Regions from separate parts of the Macaca mulatta genome. Here region 1 is linked to region 2. Evidence: chromatin contacts called from public Hi-C data. All regions are on one chromosome and are shown on one strand. The core of a region is the stretch at or near the end of the contact, and the rest is flanking DNA. Distances in the headings are between cores, read along the strand shown. Region 1 has its middle 60 kb from the start of AKR1B1. Region 2 overlaps AKR1B1 (aldo-keto reductase family 1 member B).

Evidence for each region. A called contact is a pair of places that touch in the nucleus more often than the background predicts.
Region 1: a contact with region 2 is called in a Hi-C map of cortical neurons, with 8 times the contacts expected there. The contact joins two enhancer-like sites. A contact is called at or near these places in 9 of 14 Hi-C or Micro-C datasets (CD4 T cells, blood, cortical neurons and 5 more).

Annotation. Positions count from the first base shown.
Region 1 is chr3:174,206,889-174,212,979 of T2T-MMU8v2.0, reverse strand. It overlaps a transcript of AKR1B1 not described here. Among named protein-coding and RNA genes, the nearest start is that of AKR1B1, 60 kb to the right of the region's middle. Within about 2 kb of position 4,254, at least 3 of the 40 cell types and tissues checked have an H3K27ac peak or open chromatin away from gene starts, as enhancers often do.
Region 2 is chr3:174,133,429-174,140,009 of T2T-MMU8v2.0, reverse strand. AKR1B1 (aldo-keto reductase family 1 member B) reads left to right here. Exons shown (of 10, transcript NM_001265861.1): 6 at 128-234; 7 at 560-641; 8 at 1,236-1,319; 9 at 3,256-3,338; 10 at 5,863-6,277. The coding sequence ends at 5,905. Among named protein-coding and RNA genes, the nearest start is that of AKR1B1, 14 kb to the left of the region's middle. Within about 2 kb of position 4,594, at least 14 of the 40 cell types and tissues checked have an H3K27ac peak or open chromatin away from gene starts, as enhancers often do.

The sequences.
Region 1 (6,091 bases), core at 3,005-5,504, 73 kb before region 2:
GCTGTTTGGGGTAATAGAATTCATTTAGGGAGACATGGGGATGTGACTGGAAAGAATGCAAATTAAACTCTGATTAATATCAGAATATATGATAAAATGCATGGAATACTGGTATTTCTGTTATCGGAAAATACAACTGGTATGGATATAATCTCTAAAAGGAAATTCCTCCCCCTACTGGGTAAGATTAAAAAAAATAACTTGTAGATTTGGTTTTGTTCAGTATTAATTGGACATGGAAACTGGGAGCCTTGAGAGTTGCCTAAGCCAACTCAAATAGTAAATCTGAAACAATATCAACAAACAATAAAAGACGACAGCCCTAACTAGGGAAATACTAGATGCACATGTGTTAGTGTACACAAACACCATGTATAATAGCCTGGCGTGCTCAGTAAGAAAGGCTGACCTGTTCATGGCATGGCAGTTCACTGCACAATAGAGTAGAGGAAAAGCAAAACTGTGTCCCCAACAGCCTTACCAATGCCCTACCTGGTCCAGACTCTTCTACTGATACAACAAAGTAAAGACAACTGGTAACTGATCTGTAATTAATCTGGCTAATTCGCCTCTCTCCATATCAGTCACCAAGGTGAGCCAACAATTTTCTCTGATGTAGAATGATCACCCTCATGTGTTTACTGTACTACCTCAAAAATATTTCAACTCTCCCATGTATTTTCTTTCTTTCTTTCTTTCTTTCTCTTTCTTTCTTTCTTTTCTTTCTTTCTTTCTTTCTTTTGTTTCTTTCCTTTTTTCTTTTTTTTTGAGACAGAGTCTCGCTCTGTCACCCAAGCTGGAATGCAGTGGCATGATCTCGACTCAGTGCAACCTCTGCCTCCTGGGTTCAAGCTGTTCTCCTGTCTCAGCCTCCCTAGTAGCTGGGACTACAGGCACATGCCACCACACCTGGCTAAATTTTTTGTATTTTTAGTAGAGACGGGGTTTCACTACATTGGTTCGGCTGGTCTCGAACTCCTGACCTCACGTGATCAACCTACCTTAGCCTCCCAAAGTGCTGAGATTACAGGTATGAGCCACCATGCCCAGCCTCTCCCATGTATTTTCACTAACTGTTAGTGAAATCTAATACAATTGGACAATATACTAATTATAGATTATATTGATGACATGATTATTTCTGAAACTGAAGATCAAGCTAAGAAAAAAGTAATTAAGCGTATAAAGCATATCTCTAATTGGAGATGATTGCTAAAATCGAGGGGCCATGCACAGACTGTGGAAGTTTTGGGGAGATAATATGTGCTGGAATAACCCATAACATACCACAGACCACCAAAAACAAATTACTAACCCTCAGACTAACTAAGAGGCTCAGTGCCCAGGGGGTCTATTTGACTTTTGGAGAAATCATATCCCTGAGTTATGAACACTGCTGGTCCCAATACATCAAATCACTGCGGAAAAGGATGTATTTGATTGGGAACCCAAAAAACAGCCTTCTTATGACTGCAGGAGGCAGTGGTTCCACTGGGAACACACAATCATCATGCTAAAATGATATGACTATTGGCTCCCCATATTCAAGCTGTGTGAACTCTCCAGCGGAAGTCCATGACTGCTACTCTCCAACTTTGAACTGGGGGACTAGAGCATTACCAAATGCTGCTCTCTGCTGTACTCCTGGAAAACAGTTACTTGTTTGTTACTGGGCATTGAGATAACCCAAATAACTGAAGAACATAAAGACTGGAAATACCCATCATGCCATGGGTGACGTCAGAAAAGCAATCTGGCCGGGCGTGGTAGCTCACGCCTGTTATCCCAGCACTTTGGGAGGCTGAGGTGGGTAGATCACGGGGTCAGGAGTTTGAGACCAGCCTGACCAACGTAGTGAAACCCCGTCTCTACTAAAATTCAAAAAATTATCCGGACATGGTGGCGGGCGCCTGTAATCCCAACTACATGGGAGGCTGAGGCAGGAGAATCACTTGAAGGTGGGAGGCGGAAAGGTTGCAGTGAGCTGAGATCATGCCATTACACTCCAGCCAAGGTGACAGTGCAAGAGTCTGACCTGGGACAAAGAAAAGGAAAGGAGAAAGGAAATGAAAGGAAAGGAAGAAGAGAGAAGAGAGAAGAGAAGAAAAGCAAAGCACTCCAACAGGAGTGCAAAGCTCAAAGAAGTTCCATCTTGAAAGGGAAATGATACATACAGGAACATGTTATCAGGCAAAGCACAGGAGGGATACATTTTATTTACCAGCAAGTAGCCTCTTTTCCCTTAGGACCTACAATTTTAAAAAAGAACACTAACAACAACAAAAAAGCATTCTACATCAGTTTTGCCCACCTAGTTATATTTCATCAAATTAAAGCAAACATTTCACTACCCACACAGTACAACAAGGGCCCAAGAAGCATCACATTCAATGAATTTATTGTATTTCTTATCACTATCAAGTTAATAGGTTTATAGAAAGTTCGAATGAACAACTAAAGCATCTGCTTTCAAAAGGATTGAAAAGCTGGTCTACAATCTTCAGCGATATGTTTTGCAAGCTGACATGAGAATATTTAAAGGCAAGTTTCCATTAGATAAATTGCTACACTTTTGTGATGGATTAGGAAATAGGAGACAATACAGAAACTCGAAGCCAACTCTTCCTTTCTTCACCACAATTCCTTTGTTGAATGTCAAACCTGCTAGTCCCTGAACCAGAGCTATTCATACAGCAAAGGGTCCCACAGGCATGTAATACTCCAAAACAAGAGACTATACCTATAAAATAGAACCTAATTGCAAGAATTCCCTAGGGATTGATACAATTATCCTTGTGTGAATTACCAAAAAGGATTATTCTTTTTTTACACCTCACTAAAGTGGGGCTATTGCAATTGTTTTGTTGCTTAGTGGAAAAGATGGCCCTCTTCTCCGTACTTATTTAGTCTGACCCTCAGTGATTGCAAATGAATGTAAAGGGAAGCCCTGGCATGTCCCACACTGCTACCAACAACAGGAATTGTCCAGTGACTGAAGACAGGGACCTCATTTGTGGGAAAATGTTTTGATGAAAATTAATGATAAATGAAAGAAAGGTAAGATTGTCATTGAGAGAAAAAAGTCAACAAATGATTGTGGTATCTACCTGCAATTTGGTGCCTTGCAGAGGCTAGAGCAAGAGAATAATATTTTCTCATAAGTTTTGATCCAGATTCCCCTTGAGAGGGAGAACTCTGTCTGCTGAGAACTCCTCCTTTTTTAAAAAACCAAGACGTGAGCTGCTTCAAAGTCAAACTAATGAGCCTACTAAGGACTTATGTTAGAAAGCAGCAGAATATTTCCCCTGTCAAATTCAGAGAACACTGATCAATAATCTTTTGAATGAACATTGCATGACCATTAATTGTGATTAGTGAAGGTTTAAGAAAGGTATTGGGATACAAATTATCCATTGAATGCTCCATCTGTTATAAAATTATGTTTTTAAAAAAGCTGTTGTGAGTAGAAAAAGAAAATCCATGAAGAGGTGAAGGCACAATTAAAATACTTGGATCACTGACAGAGACAGTAATGATATACAACTTGGTGATCCTGCATTCCTGAGAATGAAAAGCCAGCAATTAGACGTGCATGGTTCTGAGAAGCATTACAATATATACAAACCAAAATTCACCTACGGGTCACTACTACTTATACATCCTCACCCTGAAGAATTCAACATTTTTGGATCTCCACTTTATTTCCAAATTGCACTAAAGCAATGAGTAATCAATGGCAACAATGCGTCTGGTGGCTCAAACAGCATCAGCCCACCCAAAGAAAGAGAGCTTTGGTAGGATTGCAAACTGGGCTAGAAATCGTTGACCAGGCAGAATTCATTTTTAATAAGGAAAGACTGTTGAAGAAACAGACCTTCTAATATAAATAGAGAAACTAGAAGCATCCTATTTCAGGATGAAGGACAAAGATGGCAAGTTACCTGGCATGACAGTACAGGACTGACAATTATAGCAGCTATTAAGATGACATGCCCAAATCCAGAAATGGGAATGAGCCTGCATGCCAACACATCTGGGTTATTAGATGTCTTAATTCAAACGGAGTTTGAGGTATCCCCGACACAATGACCAGGGCATCTCACAGCAGAATTTCAAGTTACATACTTATGGAAGACTTATAAGCCACCCAGTCAATGAAAATGTTTAATTAGAGAAAGCAACCTACCAACGTGTTCTTCCATGGCTTAAGCACCATGACTCAGTGCAAACCATTCTTTTTATAGTGTGACTCATGGTGATTTGACAAATTTGGAAAAGATTAGAGTGTTTCCCATGGGGAATAGATGGGCCCTGTTGTAGAGCCTCTTTCCGTGGGAAGCAATATTTGTTAAAGCCATATACCCAGAGGAAAGGAGTTTGACTTGTACTCCAAACATTTTGAATCCTGTGTACTCCAGACATAACAGAGATATAGCCTCAAGTTTACACTTTTTTTTTTTTTTTTTTTTTGAGACAGAGTCTCACTCTGTCGCCCAGACTGGAGTGCAGTGACATGATCTCGGCTCACTGCAAGCTCCGCCTCCCGGGTTCACAGCATTCTCCTGCCTCAGCCTCCCAAGTAGCTGGGACTACAGGCTCCCGCCATGACGCCAGGCTAATTTTTTGTATTTTTAGTAGAGACGGGGTTTCACTATGTTAGCTAGGATGGTCTAGATCTCCTGACCTCATGATCCACCCACCTTGGCCTCTCAAAGTGAAGTTTATACTCTTAAGAGAAATAACACAGGGTGTGGTAGACAAAATAATGCCACCGCCACAAAGATGTTCATGCCCTAATCCCCAGAACCTGTGAACATATTAGGTTACAGGGCAAAGGAGAATTAAGGTTGCAGATGGAATTAAGCCTGCCAATCTGCTGACTTTGAGATGAGGGGATTATCCCAGATTATTGAGGTGGGCCCAATGTAATCAGATGGGTCCTTATAAAGTGGAGGAGAGAGGCAGAGTTTGACATTGCTGTCAAACTAAGAGTAATTGTTTTGTTGTAAAAAGGCTGACCATGGGTCTAGGGTGGATTGTACTATTAGGGTTCTTTCTGGCAGGCCTGGAAATCACCTGAACTGTCTAACTGAAATCAGAAATGTAACTCCCGGATGAGATGCATGACTTGCACCTGGCATGGGCAAGACCCGCCCCCCTCTCGCCAGAGAAGTCTGGCCCTGGGGCTGATTATATGGCAAGAATATGTCTATATGACCAGCAGGTTATAAGAGGCACCAGCTTAGACTCCATGAGCATCTGAGAATAGATGCACTGAACCTATTCTTGTTCCCCCATCCCTTAGAAAGTCCTGGGTAGGACCACGGTCATGCCTCCTTCTGTAACAGGAGGAAAACTTCTTTTGTGTATAGAACAGCAGAGGACGGAAGGAAGTGGTGGAATTGACAGTCGGAGGAGTAGGTGGCACTTGTCTATTTTCATGATGGGTCTGACATCTTGAAATATGCAAAGAAATCCTCAGCTGAACTTGAAGGTGTTGAAGAAGATGTAAAATTGTTTCAGAGGAGGGCAGGCAGTAAAGAACAGAGAGGCAGAATTGTCGGCTTAGATTTTTTCCCCCTATCTATCTATCACTCTCCACCCTCTTTTCCTGGTGGCTACTTGTAGCCATGTTGTTTTTTGCTTTCTTCTTGGCGCTTTTCCCCATAATCAGACCACACTCCCCCTAGTGGTCTGCTGATGAATCTCTACTAACTAGGTTATGTAAAGAAACCTGCTGTATTAAGGTCACAACTGGAGTCCCTGTCTGTTTTAAGATGGAACCTGGAAGGATATTGTTTTATTACTTACTAAGGGGATGGAGGTGGCACTACTCACCATCTCATTTATCCCTATCTTCCATAGTGATCTTCTTTTAGAAGAACTGGGCTTAAATTCCCAGTTCTAGGGTCTCTCGGGAGCTGTATATATATACCAGCATCATCCTTGTCAAACTAGGCCTGGAAAGAGCCACAATTGGGTCTATTCCTACAGAACTTCTATTAAAAATAATTGGTGTAGTCTTCCCTGCTGTCACCTCTTTCTTCTCCTTCTGACCAGAGAAGCTACTTTTGCCAAGTTGACTTACTGG
Region 2 (6,581 bases), core at 3,345-5,844:
ATAGGGTGTTTGTTATACATAGTTTTCTCTATGGGCTAGGGAGGGACTTTAGCATAGGAAGCTTCATCTGTGTCATATCAGCATGTAGCCACAGTGCTCCCATCAGCTCTTGTGTTTGCATTTGCAGATTGAGTGCCACCCGTACCTCACTCAGGAGAAGTTAATCCAGTACTGCCACTCCAAAGGCATCGTGGTGACCGCCTACAGCCCCCTCGGCTCTCCTGACAGGCCCTGGTGAGCTTCCCACAGGCTCATGCTCCCTTGTCACTTGGTGAAGATTAGAAATGACTAAAAAGAACAATTTAGCCTCAAGGAAGATGTTTCTGGGGCTGATCTGCAAAATTTCCCCCGAGTCTCTTGCTGGTTTTCCTGGAAGGGTTGGCGTTTCTAGTAGCAAGACACCTAGTCTTTTTCCAAAGGATTGGGGGTTCCTAACCCAGCTCTGAGGAAGAGACTGGTGGCTGCCCTCTGAGGTCGATGGGAGGATTAGGGTTAGGGTTTCTGGCTGCCATGAGTGACGGCCATGATGGTGTGACCTGGACTGTCTTTCTATCCTCAGGGCCAAGCCCGAGGACCCTTCCCTCCTGGAGGATCCCAGGATCAAGGCGATTGCAGCCAAGCACAATAAAACTACAGCCCAGGTACAGCCACTTCAGGTGTTCCTGACTCTCCAGAACTCCCTGCATTCCTGATGGTCCTGTTAGCCAAGAGGAGGAAGTGACTGAGCCTGTTACCCCCTCACAGGAAGTGTGGTTCAGGGTCCTCAAGTGCAGAGTGGACAGGGCACAGATGGGGGCTTTAGAAGAGTGGCATGGGCTCTTAGAGTAATAGTGCCTGCCCCCACTATCCCAAGGGTGACTGCCACGAGGGCCAGCACTTGTTCATTGATGTGGAAGCTCATCTCTGTACAAATGTAAGAGCTCTTACCAGCTGTGCAGGGAATGTTCTTTCCCCTGAGTGGTAGTGTGCGTTCCTAGCCAGTGGAGGGCCTCACGTGGTCTCGTGATATGCCTGAGATACTGAAGCATGTGGCACGGTGGCTAGCGCAGGACTCTGGAGTCAGATCTGGACCTGAATGCGTCGCCTACCTGTTGCTAGCTGTGACCTGCCATCTTGGAGGCCCTCTCTGATCACCTGTGGAGTTCTCGCATGTCCTTCTGCGGGTTGTGTGACACTGTGATGATGGTGCGAGTGCCCGGCATGTGTACACACTCATTGTCTCCCTGGGCTCACAGGTCCTGATCCGGTTCCCCATGCAGAGGAACTTGGTGGTGATCCCCAAGTCTGTGACACCGGAACGCATTGCTGAGAACTTTAAGGTAAGATCTTGGCTGGTCAGGCCTGGCCCTCCTCCGTGGAGTGGGCGGTGGAGGAAGCCGCTCATCCTGTCCCTGGAGTGTCATCTGTGGGATCCCCACATCCTCTCCTCTGAGGCCAGGGAGCCATGGCGAGCGAGCCATAGACTGAGACGGACACCTCCCCGGTGGGGTCATGTGCAGAGCCAGGCCTTGTGCCTCCAGGGCCCCGTGCTGTGCACACACACACCTACACCTTTGCTCAGGCCCTTCAACCACACCGAGAGGTTACCCAGAGAAAATCTCGCTCTTGAGCTTCACTGCCTGGACCTGCCCTGCGCTGAAACTGTTAGTTACCAGCTGCATAACCTTGGACAAGTCACTTAACTGCTCAGTGCCTCAGCTTCCCTATCTATGAAATAATACCCATTTTGAGGGTTGTTACGAAGATTAAGTGATGCATCAAAGCACTTCACATGGTGCTTAATACCTTAGTAAGTGATCGAGAAATGTTGCTGTGCTGATAAGCCCAGGGACCGCAAAGGACCCTCTGGACCATTTAGCCCACTCACCAGCTCTGCAAGGAGTTCATGTGATGATGGACAGAGCCTAGACGTGTGTCAGGGCACAGGCAAAGTGCTCAGTGTGGCAGCTGGAGCAGCTCAGGCTACCGGGCACCACCTCCCTCCCCGCCCGTCCTTGCAGCTTTGGTGAGTCGGGGTGGGGGCACGCCCAAAGGAGAGCAACTCAGGGGAGTCCTGATGGCCCAAGCTCTGTTCTCATGGAGCGAAGTGGCTCTGCCAGGGAAGCTCTGTCTTTATCCAAGATCTGTGCCGCATGCAGCACAACCATGGGCATGGGGCTCTTGGGCAGGCCCCAGCTCAGGTGAGCAGCTGGTTTTGCCTGATTCCACTGCCCAGAGGCCGTGGCCCTAATGCCTGCCACCTGTCACGCGTGAGACAGGGATGAGAGTGATCCCTGAAGCGGGAAGTGGAGCCCATTGTTGAGTAGAGGAGACGTTTTTCTTCTTACGTGCAGGTAGATGTTCTGAGTACACAAGATAAAGTGGCAAAACCGTGGCCACTGAGGGAAAGGCATAGCCCACCGGAGATGCATCCTTTGTTTCATATTTCATTTTTTAAGGAATTAGGAAAGAAAAAATAAATGACTAATCTCAAAATGCTAACCTATTTTATTTTTGCATCTTATTGCACATTTTTCTGTGATCGTAATCACAGAGCCTGTAGCAGACTCTCTTTCTGCACATTTTGTGATCATCTGAAGCTAAGAGCCCTTCGGCTCTGGGAGTGTGTGTTGGCCTCATGTGGGTCTCACCCAGTGCTGCCTGCCTGCCTCCCTCCCAGCCTCCATGCCAGCTGAGTTCTGTACCATCTGCTGCCTTCATGCAGGTGCTTCTCTTCTCCCAGTATACCTTTCTTGCCTTTCCTGTCAGAACCTTATGCTTCTTAGGCCATGTCAAATACCACCTCCTCTTCGGCTGTGGTGGTTCAGTTCCCCAGCTGGAATGCATTTGGAATACCTCTGCCCTTCCTGTGCTCTGTTGAGTGCCTTACACAGTGTGTGATTAGTTATTTGTGGCACAGCTGTAGAAATACCTCTGCCCTTTGTTTGCTTCATCAGTAGAGGCAAAGACACATCTTACCCATGATTCTACTCCTCACTGCAGCGTATCACAATAGAAGTGCTCAGTAGTGTTTTTTGAAATGAAATAAAATGTATCATTTCCCTGGGAGGTTCTGGAAAGGAAGGACTGTTTTCATCGTTCCATATATTATCTAGCCCAACATGCACATTTCCTGAATAGTAATATAATCAGCTTTTTCTAAGTTCAGTTTATCATCTCTGCTCAAAGCCATGGAAGACATCTGGGTCCTGCACAGTATTTCGTCTTTTGTTTTTATTTGCAGAGCTTACTGGATTTTTTTTGTTTGTTTTTTAGGTCTTTGACTTTGAACTGAGCAACCAGGATATGACCACCTTACTCAGCTACAACAGGAACTGGAGGGTCTGTGCCTTGTTGAGGTGAGTGAGCCCCAGCGTGAGGAGCAGTTCCCAGGAGATCCTCAGATACTGCAGAGCAGAAGAGTGATCCCTGCAGGCCTCAGCGCCCATGCGCTCCTGTCACAGCTGTTCTTGCTTTGCACATTACCTTGCTTTCTCTGCCACATGACCTTACATTAGCTGAACTGCATGAAGCCAAGATGCCAAGAGATCCGCTCCTGATATCTTCTTCTAACCACGGGGCATTGTTGGCCTGGCCTGAAGTAACTACATATTTTGGCATTTAATTTTAAAATCCTAGTGGTTCATCTGAAACCAGGTGATCCCAGGTGACCCTGGATCAAACTCTGGAAGAATTTGCCTGTGACTTTTTGTCTTAATGACCCTAATGAAAGGGGTTTGGTCGGAAGCCCCTGGGGCTGGGGTTTGAGACAGTCCCAGCTCTGACCCTGGTAAGCCACGTGGCTCCAAAACAGGCCCTCCCTCTGAGCAGCAGGCACCTCCGTCCCTCCAGCCATACATCCTCTGGTTCTGTTTCCTCTGCGTGGTAGTTTGGAAGGAGCTGCCTAGGAAGGTTTTCTGGGGGTTTTCTCTTTTCCTACCATTACAATAACTAGGTGACGCGTGTAAGTCACTTCCTGCTTTTCAAGAAGGAACTGCTCATTTTGCAGTGGAGACTAAGACCCTGTTTCTCTTTCACTACCCTTATTCTCATTTGAGCTGTTTCCACACACTCTCCTTTAGTACTTCCTCTTCTAAGCAAAATTTGAACATTCCCTAAGATGGGGTGGGCCACCAGCTTTCCCTTTCCAGTCTGTCCCCTCTCCCTCCCCGGAGTTTGCACTGCTGGTGGCTTCAGCCACTGCCCCAGGCAGATGTGTGCCCAGCCTGCATCGTGGACAATAACTTTGCCCTGCTTCAGGCATGCGTGTGTCTGGAGAGCCTGCTGCTGCCACACTGTGGCCTCACACTCAAAACAGGCCACAAACAGAGCATGTCACAGGCAGCCCCAGGCCAGCACCCTTTCAGACGTCTTTGTTAATGCTACTTAGCCTTAGACATTGAAATCATTTTTGGATCTAGTGGACAAGGAGGAGAGGAATAAATCAGTCACCAAGCTACTTTCGTTCTCCTTTCAGAATCTCCCGTTCATCCGTCTTCCTTTTCCTCTCCCACTTGAGACAGTGGATTGAAGCTCTTAGGGCTGAGGAACCACAGTGGTTTTCTCATTGCTCCCTTTACAGTTAGACTCCTCTGCCCTCCAGTATTGTTCTAGAAACTTCTGTTCGATTATCCTGTTGTGTGGTGGTGAGTGGGAGGAAGAGACTAGCCCTGACATGCCCAGGTCTCCCAGGGAGTTTTCTCTATACACATGCCACCCCTCTGGCAGATACTGCTTTACTGAGCCTGACCTGCTGATGTCAGTGTCACTCTCCTTGGGTACACAAAAAAGGCAGGCCATGGAGAACTTTTGAATGGTTTTGAATAAGAGTTACAGACTCTAAGCACCCAGCTCAGATTACATAACTCTGGCCTTGCATGCCTTGCTCAACCATCTGTCCAGTGTTCCTGCCTTTATGTTCCCAGCACAGCCATTGGCCTTACTAGATGGACAGTGGGTGAGCTTTGGCAAAGACGTCTGCACCTGTGCTCCCTGCCCTGTTTCCAGTATAAAATCTCCAACCGTTGATTGTGCTCACTTCAGCCCCCACTGATACAAGGAGGCTCCCTCCATCCTCAGAGCACTTGCCGTTGCTTCTCTTATCCTTAGAGATTCAGTCACATACAGAGTTTCAACATCCCTTTTTTTTTTTTTTTTTTTTTTTTGAGATGGGCTCTTACTCTGTCACGCAGGCTGGAATGTAATGGCATGATCACAGCTCACTGCAGCCTTGACCTCCTGGACTCAAGCGATCCTCCCCCCTTAGCCTCCCAAGTAGCTGGGGCTGTAGGCGTGCACCACCATGCCTGGTTAATTTTTAAAATTTTTTTGTTAAGATGGAAATCTTGCTATGTTGCCCGGGCTAGTCCCAAACCCCTAGCCTCAAGTGATCCTCTCGCTTCGGCCTGGAATTATAGGCGTGAGCCACTGTGCCTGGCCTACCTTCTGATATTATTACACCCTCTTATTGTTTAAGACCACAAGATGCTGTCTGGTCCTGCCAACTAGACTGAGTTACTAGGAGGCAGAAATCGTGTTGCCATCCTGCATGGCCCAGGCACAGTGCTGGGCACATGGGGAGGGGCGTCCGTCACACGTGTGCCGCTTGGTGACAGTAGTGGTAGAGGGGTCTGCAGTGCTGGGCACATGGGGAGGGGGTGTCCCTCACACGTGTGCTGCTTGGTGACAGTAGTGGTAGAGGGGTCTGCAGGGTGAGTTGCTTCCCCCAGCTGCAGAACCGTGATCTGCAGATTCAGAACTAGCTTGTTGCCTCTGAGGTTCTGTTTTCTTTCTTCAATGAGACACATCGTTTCTCTGTTGGGAGTTGGGTATAGTCAAAATCACCTCTTCAAAAAGCAACTGTTTTCTCCTTTCTCCTGACAGCTGTGCCTCCCACAAGGATTACCCCTTCCATGAGGAGTTTTGAAGCTGTGGATGCCTGCTCATCCCTAAGTGACCTATACCTGTGTTTCCTGCCTCATTTTTTTTTCTTGAAAATGTAGTATGGCCTCTGTCACTCAGCAGCGGGACAGCAACCTGTAGAGTGGCCAGCGAGGGCGTGTCTAGCTTGATGTTGGATCTGAAGAGCCCTGTCAGTAGAGTAGAAGTCTCTTCTAGTTTGCTTTGCCCTTCTTTTTGCCCCGCTGGGGAAAGTACAACCTGAATACTCTTTTCTGACCAAAGAGAAGCAAAATCTACCAGGTCAAAATAGTGCTACTAACAGTTGAGTTTTGACTGCTTGGAACTGTAATCCTTTCAGCAAGACTTCTCTTTGCCTCAAATAAAAAGTGCTTTTGTGCGCTTGGTTTTGTGAGCTTTGGTTTTTTAAAACAATAGCAACCTTCTACTCACTTTCAACCATCACTTTCCAGATAACCCGTAAAGCAGGCCCGTCAGTGATGCAAAAGGAGTGAGGACTTGGCTTTTCTACAAGTCCTCATCTACAAGTTGGGGGCCCCCACCCCAGTACTTTACCCATTTAGCTTTAGGGCCGTGGGTTTCATCCTGGCTGCACACCGGGTCACCTTCGGGGGGTTTAAGGCTGGTGATGTCTGGACCTCGCCCTGGAGGCTGATCTGATTGTCTGGGCTATGGCCAGGACA